Linked DNA regions of Mus musculus: regions 2 and 3 are each linked to region 1. A link is a contact called in public HiChIP or PLAC-seq and promoter capture Hi-C data. All regions are on one chromosome and are shown on one strand. Each heading gives the region's core, a stretch centred on a gene start, on an enhancer-like site or on the middle of the called end of the contact. The rest is flanking DNA. Distances are from core to core; before and after follow the strand shown. Region 1 overlaps Lrrk1 (leucine-rich repeat kinase 1). Region 2 overlaps Asb7 (ankyrin repeat and SOCS box-containing 7). Region 3 holds the start of Lins1 (lines homolog 1).

Region 1 (2,842 bases), core at 133-2,632:
TTCTTGCAAAAAAAAAAATTTAATTGTTACTCTCGACATAAAATTCAGAAGCTTAAAAGAAAATACAATGAAAACCTTGCCTTCCCACCTTCCCACCCACTCCCTGTCTTCTAGTTTCCTTTTCTTCCAAAGAACAGACAGATGCCCGCTTCCCCTTGCTACTTTTTAAGCTCAGAAACCACAGGTTCTGTCTACTGCACACAACTCTGTGAGTCTCTGTTCTCATCTGATTTCAGAAGCTAAGCAGGGTCGGGCCTGGCTAGTGTTTGGACAGGAGGAGCTATGCTTTCTTAAGCTTGAGTTCACAGTGGTGGCTTTCTCATCCATAAACCTTTAGCCTGTGTAACATTTTATGCTTTCTCTCCATTTAATGTTGTGTGTGTGGTGTGTGTGTGCATCACAAAATGAAAGAGACTAATGTAATAAACTCCATGGTGTCTGTCACGTGGCGTCAGCTAATTTACACTTGGCCCGTCTTGGTCTGTGAATGCTCTACCTCTCTCCAGATGCCTGGGACCTACACACAGATTTACAACTTCAGAAGTCTAAAAGCATTCAGGGCACATTACATGCATACTTTAAATTTTTTTTAAAAAATTCCATTAATATTATCTAATCGGTATTTGTGTGTGCCTCCTTTATCTATTCACTCATTTTAACTACTGTTTTTCTCCAGTTCAGCTGGCTGGTGTTGTCTCTGTGTCCTGTAGAGCAACACTGTCCTAAGACTCTTACTTTCTATTTTCTCCCTCATTTCTGTTTTCTGTGCAGTTTCATTGCTGATAAATCCACATGATCTTTGCCGGTTCCCACTGTCTGGATCTTGGCTTTGCATTCTTGTGTGGGCTGGCTTGTTTTCCTCTTCCCCACGGTTTCTTTGGACCTGGAGGGCTGGATAGATTCAGGGAGATTTGTTGGCAAGAGCACCAGGGGTCTGTGCATGTCCCTCCTACTTTGCCTCAGGAGTTAAAGAATGTCTGGTGTCTCTCTTTGATATTTAGATTTTTTTTTTCCCAGAGATTTTTTAACTGGTGTCATTATTAAGGTCCTGATGGGTTTTCCAGTGTGTACACAGTGGGAAATCCTGGCTTTGATCCCCAGTTCTTTATGAAACCAGGTGTGATAACAAATACCCATAACCCCAGCACTCAGGAATCAAAGGCAGGAAGATTAGAAGTTCAAGGTCATCTTGACTCTGCAGTGAGTTGAAGCCAACCTGGGCTACATCAGATCCTGTCTCAACAAGAGGAAAGGGTGCTCTTAGATCCTTCTTCAGGGATTAGCAGATAGGCATCTCTAGGCAGCATCTTCTCTGTGCTTCCTTTGGTGTCAGCTATGGGGGAATGTCAGGACTCTTGGCTCTTCCCTGTTTGTTTTTCTATGGTGAGTCAGCTCCTGAGTATCCTTCACAGGCAACCAATGAGGGCTTTACCCTCTCAGTATCACTATGAGCTAAATTGTTCCTCTTTGGCTAGTAGGCCCCTTTGGTTGCTTCCTCTGTGTTTGGCACAAACCATCTGTCAGAGAGTGGCCTTGCTTGCTTACCTGACAAGGTTGTACTTACCCTATCCGGGACCTGGAGCTCAACGCCTCTTCGAGAAGTCCCATTTTTCTTGGCTGGTCCCATGACTTTATTTATTTTATTTATTTTCTATTCTTTGGTGCATGCTTTGTCTTGTTCCAGCTGCTGCTCATGGTGCCTCATGATTGCTTCTCTCCCTCCCACCTCCCTCCCTCCCTCCCTCCCTCCTGCCTCCCTCAATCCATCCCACCCCTTGGCTTCCATGTCTCAATTTTGGTCAGTCTGTCTTTCCTTAAGATTTTATTTCACTACTCCTTTAATGGAGCTGACTTGGCTTTTTTTTTCCTTTCTCTTTTCTTTATATTTTATATTCTTCTTTCTTTTTCTACATTTCCCACTTCCTTTTCCAATTTCTTGCCTAGTATCCTGCCATTTCTGAGAACTTGTCTTAATTCAATTTGGGAATTATTCTCACCGATTCAATTATATTCTTAGAGTAGATTGTATTAGATAATTCTTAAAAATTTTTATTTTTATTTGATTTTTTGAGAATTTATTTATTTAATTTTATGTATATAAGTGTCTTGTCTGCATGTATGACTGTGTACCACATGCAAGTCTGGTGTCCCCAGGAGGACAGAAGAGGGTGTCAGATCCCCTGGGCCTGGAGGTATGGATAGTGGCCATCTGCCATATGAGTGCTGGGAATTGAACTCGGATCCTCCATAAGAGCAGCTAGAACTCTATCCCTGACCCATCCCTCCACGCCCACTTTTAAAATTTTTTTATTATAGACTTATTTTGATAAAAAGGAACCCACTCCTTTTTCAATCCGTGGCTCCACCTGTGCATTCAACTGAGTGTCAAAAATAAGCGTGGGAAAAAAATGACCTCTGTGTTGGCCGCTTTCAGAGCCCATGCTCGTAAGGCTTCCCATAGGACAATTATTAGCTTACACTTACGTAGTGCTGAGTGTCATCAGTAACCTGTGGATGCCACCTGCACGTGCTACATCATTTAATAAAACAGGTTGAGTACCTGCAGATATTGGTGTGGAAGGGCAATCCTGGACTCCCCTTGAGTACATGTGGGGACGGGGCAACTGTGCCCTCCGTGTCTCTTTCCTGCTTGTCTCTGCTTCCCTGCCTCTGCTACTGTAGCCTCTGCTTGACTTTCCAGATCACAGCGGTCACTCCCGCACCTTCTGCACTTTCTGTACCTCACCTGCTTCTCTACTGTCCAGCTTCTCTGGTTTTCATTTAGTTCCCTGGGTGTTTTGTTTTGTTGTTTGTTGGTTGGTTGTTTGGTTGGTTGGTTAGT
Region 2 (2,914 bases), core at 405-2,904, 290 kb before region 1:
CTGTTTGGCCCATATGCAGAATATGCAAAGAGCCTCTATAACTCCATAATAGGACATCCCAACGGAATTGAGTGAACACCAACAGATAATCCATAAGAAAGCATACAGGGAAGCCAGCTCTCTAGGTTCCTGTAATTGTGAATTAACAGGACAGAAATCATCACTTAGCCTTTTAATGGGCAAATTTAAAAGTGGTTCTGATGCTGTGGAGCATCACTGGCAAGGACAGAAGGCAGGGTTCTAGAAGGCACACACACACACACACACACACACACACACACACACACACATACACACTGACCGCAGGCTGCACAGTAAGCTTCTCACACCATTAAACTCTTAACATCAGAGTCTGCAGTCCTCCTCCGTTACAAAGAGAAACAGAAACAGACATGTATGTGATAGCATCGCTCCCAGAGCCTCCCATTGCAGATAAGCCAGTCCTGCTCAGAAGCACCTGCGAAGTGACGTTAGTCAGCCAGCTTCTGCAGCTGACCCCTTCCTAGTGAAAGCCTGCGAAAGCCAAGCTGTGCCCTCCATCTGCTTGGTTCCGAGAATCTAGGTAGAATGTTGGTTGTGAAAGGCAGGAGGGACTTTGGGTGAACAAACCTGTTGTGGATGTTGAGTGCTTTTAGTTAATGCGACTGTGAATTCTTGGAGCTTATGTGTACTTGATAAACAAATCACACTTCCACTTGATAAAGCCTTTAGTAAACAGACCTCACACGGCACAGTGATGTGTCTTTGTTGTTTCCATATGTTATGCTACTGTTTGTTTTAACTGGGTCTCACTGGTGGGTAGATAGCTATCTAGTAAGGAAGCAGAGAAGCTCAGTGGGGTTGTTACTTTAGGCAGAGCACTCAGAAATCTCACTGATACAGAGAAACAGCAGAGACCTATGAAGAAGCTTAAGGAAATCCAGTCAGGTGGTTTTTGCTGTGTGTTACACATTTCTCACTAAGACAGTGTCCTGCAGTTTTTATTGGAGCTGCAAGTGAGCTCTTACCACATCCCACTGACTAATTTGTGCCCTCACAGGCCCTGTTTCATGTCATCACCTTTTCCTGGGGACAATGGCTATAGTTTTTATGCATTATTATCTTCTAGTTCTTGCTTCTGTCCTTTGCTTGCAGGAAGCGGTTGGTTAGTTTATTTGAATGAGTTGTGCTGAGATGAGTTAGGCCACTGCTCTGTGTTAATCTGTGTTTTCTTAGTTCAGTGTAGCACTAGAATGTAAGCGGAGCCTTACCTAGGCATACAGTGAGAACCAGACACGCAGGTGTAACTTCCTGACCGTATTGTAGCTTGACTTGTCAACTAGCATGGCTGTAGGGTGTGGTTAAGAGAACTGCACCTTCAAAGGTCGGAGGAGCGGAGCGAAGGGTTCCCAAGATCCACTAAAGGATCAAGAGGGATTATCTGGAAATAAGTGGCCAGGTATAAAGACACCTTTTGTCATTTTGTGGTAGTGTGTGTGTGTGTGTGTGTGTGTGTGTGTGTGTGTGTGTGAGAAAGAGAGAGAGAGAGAGAGAGAGAGAGAGAGAAAGTGAGTGTGTGAGAGGGGGGAGGAGAGAGAGAAAATGAATGAATGAACGAACGAACGAGCATGGATTTATGTTTATACATGTAGTCCCTGCTAAGACCAGAAGAGGGCATAGGTTCCCCTGAAGCTGAAGAAACAGGTGGTTATGAGCTGCCTGATACCTGTGTCGGGAACTGAATCCAGGTTCTCTGAAAGAGCAGCAAGAGTTTCAGCCACTGAGCCATCTCTCCAGCCATCACTTAATCTAATTTTAAATCAGTTTGGTCTGAGAGCTCAGTCACCCGTAGCGAAAGATGAATGAGTAGTGCATGATCAGACTCTTCCAGTAGGTGGCAGCAGAGTGCTTTACATCAGCTTTCTGGCTTGCCTGTTACATCGTCCTAGATACTGAATATTCTTTTAGTTAAGGCCATTGCCGAGGCCTTCTTTTTTGTTGTTGGTGGTTTTATTGTTGTTGTTATCTGTCACATTATGTCAAATATTGCAAGGAGTTAAAGTAATAGTTTACTTTTTACAGGTTCTATTTGCTAACAACTCTTTAACTGCAGTTTTCACCCGCTACGGTATTATTAATATTTCAACATACCATTTTCTGCCTCGCAGTCTCTTGTAAGAGACTCCAGCTGTTGTAGTCTGGAACTAAATAAGATCTTATTAAACAGTACATAAGTATTTAATCACATAGATTTGGAGGCATTTTGTGCCTGTGAAGAACATTTTTTTTTTTTTTTTTTTTTGTACATAACAGCTGAGTTATGTAGGAGCATTGTCATGCTTGTCACTAGGCCCACCTGGGCGCTCTTCCTCGGCTGGTTTACTTGCTGCCAGGAAGTCGGGTCCACCATGTAGGGGAGGTCATTCTTGTCTCTGTCCCAGGGACACAGGGACGCCAGTGAGATGTGAGCCACAGCTTGCTGACCTTTGGCGCCACAGGAAGGGCAGCGTAGGTGGCGAAGGTCTGTAGCTCAGAGAGCCGCTGGGTAGATGATCCCTGGGAGGTTTCCTTCCCAGGGATCTGTGGTTTAGGAGTCTTTACAACAGTCGTTTGAAAAGCAGTATTTATACAGTGCTGAGGTTTCTCCCGTCTTTGCAACTAAAGCACTTGCTGATACGCTCACAGGACCGTCTGTAGCTGAACTCGAGGTCCTGTCTCAGTCCTGTGCACAGACTGTATCATGCTGTGCCATTCAGCACAGGTCTCACCTGCTTCTTTCATGGAACATAGCAGCAGCACCTTGGTTCTTTGCCTCCCCCTCCACACACACACACACACACACACACACCCTACTAAATTTTAAAACAAGTCTGGCTGACTGTAGGATGCTGTAATTCAGAGCAGCAGTGTTGCTGTGCATGCTTCTCTTTAGGCC
Region 3 (2,700 bases), core at 163-2,662, 320 kb before region 1:
CATAGTATTATTGTCTTCAAGATATTTCAGTTTTGGTACCACATCAAACCCTTATTCTTACTTATAACCTTTTCTAGGAATTAGCGAAGTTAGTCTGTCCACATAAGAAGTTACTCCTAGGGGGAGTGGGTGGGTAGGGGAGTGGGGGTGGGTGGGTATGGGGGACTTTTGGTATAGCATTGGAAATGTAAATGAGCTAAATACCTAATAAAAAATGAAAAAAATAAAAAAAAAAGAATCTCTTTTTAAGTCTGAATAATCCCAAAAAAAAAAAAAAAAAAAAAAAAGAAGTTACTCCTGTGGAAGACATCAAAGGAATACTTTTTCTACGAGTATCAGCCTAGAAAAAAAAAGACCCAGAGGCAAATCGAACACTGACTCCCACCTGCAACAAAATATCGCAATAGGTTACATCATCCCCAGGAATCCAATTCCCATAACAGCTTTCTCTATTATGTGATCAATGCAAAACATAGAAACGGGAATCATTCTGGCATGACCTATACATTCCTGCAAAATCTGCAGTCTGCCCACACCCCCTAATCTCATTTCCATCTTTCTTCCCCTTACTCAGTCACAGTTCCCCTAAACTTATTAAAGTACCAAAGGCTTTGCACTTCAGATTAACTGCTTGTAAAGGCCTTCCCTCAGATCTTTGTTGGCTAGTTTTTTTTGTCATTCACAGAGCATAAATGTCATTCTCTGGGAGACCTGGCTCACAATCTAAGAGTCTAGCGCATCCTAGTCAAACTGTATTCCATTACTTTGTGGGTTTTTTTTTTTCCCTAATCATTCTGCAGTTTCATCTTCTCTTGTTAAGATAAAAGAAAAAAAAAGAAAGAAAAGAAAGAAAGGAAAGAAAAGTTCACAAAGTCTCCCCAACAACTAGAGTAGTGTCAACCCAGTAGACACTTGCTAAAAGAATCAATGCATTTAAACAATGTATCAATGTGCCCACTCTGCGCCCCCCTCCCCCGGCTCTTTTCATTCACAAGAAACCACTAGGGTCGCTATCCTCGCAGGCAAGCCCTTGAACCAGCCTCGCGATCCCAAAGAGCGTGCTCTCTCGCAGGCTGGGCGAGGCAGCCTGGAAGCTAACCGGGTCTCAGAGACCGACAGATGCACCAAACATCGCCACTCGCTTCCAAGAAGCACCGCAGAGCGACGACGAGTAGGGGCCCTCATCGCCTGCTCTCGGCCCTGTCGCCTCCCCCGTCGCTCAGCCTGCCACGCACGTGTCGCTCCAGCCACCCAGCTCAACCTGGGCTCCTGCTTACCTGGCTGCCATCCCGCCGGGCCACGCAGCCATCGCCCGGCCACTCGTGCCCACAGCTGCCTACTCCAGGCCACCGTACTCCACGGAAGGCCTTGCCGGCCCCTCCCTCAGCAGGCGTAGAAGCCCCATTCGTAGTACAGTGTCTCTTAGCAACCGCTTAGAGTCTCCAGGCTGGGGGTGGAGCCTGGAGAACCGCTGCGGGGAAGCGGAGGGGACGAAGGGAGAGCGACCAATCGGAGACAAGTCCCAGCCTCTATTAGCCCGCCTCCTCTAACTGTCGCGAATCCGCGGGCAGCTTTACGACAGCCAGGGGGTGGGGGCATCTGTGTGAGGAGAAGGAAGCAACCAACCAACCAAGTCGCCCCCACCCCCTACCCCAACCCCCACCCACCGCGGATCTGGTTTACGGCTTGGAGCGCAGGCTCCAGTGCGGCAGCTGATTGGCTGTCGAAGGCTTGGTCCCATCCCAGTGACCCCAAAGTGCTGGAAGGAGGGGGCGGGGGTGGCCCAGTGCAAAGTGCATCCCGAAAGCCCCCTGTCGGGACACCCTGCTGCTGACACTTCGGACCTGGTATGACTTAGGGTCTCTCTGTCCCCAGACCTCTTGAGTCCCTCGGTAGCTGAAAGCCTCCGGCCCGGCGCGCGGCAGACCCTTGGTCTGAGCCCCTGGACCGGGACTGCCCCCCCCCCCCCCCACCCAGCCGGCACTTCCTCCCAGCGCCCCTTCCCGGAGGCTGCTCCGAGGCCAAGACCGCCACCCCCAGCCTGATCGACTATCTGGATGCTCTCTGGGTTGGGGCCGTGAAGCACCCAGGAGGATCAGGAACACGGTGTCCGGCCCTGCCTGGGGTGTTTCTTCAATGGAGAAGTTGGTGAATGTGCAGGAGGCTGAAAGGAGAGAGAGGAGCTGCAACTGAGGACACAGGTAAAGTCAGTTTCTTCCTCCCTTGAGGGGAGGGGGCTGGCTGGGTGGGGGTTGGGGGAGAAGCCCTGCTCTAGCCTGCCTGCCCTTGCCACCCTCCAGCCTTTGCTAAGCTCCCCCATCCTCAGAGCCCTCTCCTCGCCCCTGGATCACTGCACCACTGATCGGTTTCTGTTTTCCAGGTTTGAGCTTGCTGGAGGACACTCGCGAGTAGAAGGGGTCTGGCCACCCACCAGAGGAGCAATAAACAGAGTGCTTTGGACCAGCATCCTCTTGAAAGGTAAAGAGGCAGACCTCCCTTCCCCCATTGTTTACTCCTGGCCCCTACCTCATTAAGTAACGCTTTATTTCCAGGGTGGTTGCCTGGGAATGCAAGCTTTCTTAGATCCTAGTTTCCTAGCAAAACCAGAAGCACTGCCCATGCCTGGTCCTTAACACCCCAGTAACTTCTCTAGCCCAGAAACGTCTTCTGGGACCTGATCAGAGCGTTTCCGTGTTTTGC

Evidence for each region. HiChIP or PLAC-seq counts read pairs in DNA pulled down with a chosen protein or histone mark. Capture Hi-C pulls out chosen DNA fragments and counts their contacts.
Region 2: a contact with region 1 is called in a promoter capture Hi-C map of adipose tissue. The contact joins two enhancer-like sites. A contact is called at or near these places in 9 of 39 promoter capture datasets (the C10 cell line, cranial neural crest, embryonic stem cells and 4 more), 1 of 15 datasets of contacts at CTCF or cohesin (the NIH/3T3 cell line), 6 of 115 datasets of contacts at active chromatin or transcription factors (the NIH/3T3 cell line, acute myeloid leukemia, bone marrow-derived dendritic cells and 3 more) and 3 of 9 other capture datasets (adipose tissue, embryonic stem cells and pancreatic islet).
Region 3: a contact with region 1 is called in an H3K4me3 HiChIP or PLAC-seq map of bone marrow-derived macrophages, with 2.6 times the contacts expected there. The contact joins the promoter of Lins1 here to the enhancer-like site in region 1. A contact is called at or near these places in 3 of 39 promoter capture datasets (3T3-L1-derived adipocytes, the HPC-7 cell line and cranial neural crest), 9 of 115 datasets of contacts at active chromatin or transcription factors (the 230-238 cell line, bone marrow-derived macrophages, embryonic limb bud and 5 more) and 2 of 9 other capture datasets (adipose tissue and liver).

The regions. Positions count from the first base shown.
Region 1 is chr7:66,367,826-66,370,667 of GRCm38.p6, reverse strand. All of the region lies in intron 2 of Lrrk1 (leucine-rich repeat kinase 1), which reads left to right. Among named protein-coding and RNA genes, the nearest start is that of Mir7057, 12 kb to the left of the region's middle. Within about 2 kb of position 1,382, at least 99 of the 459 cell types and tissues checked have an H3K27ac peak or open chromatin away from gene starts, as enhancers often do. A contact at or near this core is called in adipose tissue, bone marrow-derived macrophages, liver and 2 more, where this site is marked.
Region 2 is chr7:66,660,636-66,663,549 of GRCm38.p6, reverse strand. The region is part of intron 4 of Asb7 (ankyrin repeat and SOCS box-containing 7); the gene reads left to right. Among named protein-coding and RNA genes, the nearest start is that of Asb7, 27 kb to the left of the region's middle. Within about 2 kb of position 1,654, at least 51 of the 459 cell types and tissues checked have an H3K27ac peak or open chromatin away from gene starts, as enhancers often do. A contact at or near this core is called in adipose tissue, where this site is marked.
Region 3 is chr7:66,688,601-66,691,300 of GRCm38.p6, reverse strand. It overlaps Lins1 (lines homolog 1), which reads right to left and starts at 1,412. Exons shown (of 8, transcript NM_152815.2): 1 at 1,278-1,412. It overlaps Asb7 (ankyrin repeat and SOCS box-containing 7), which reads left to right and starts at 1,740. Exons shown (of 6, transcript NM_080443.2): 1 at 1,740-2,201; 2 at 2,381-2,478.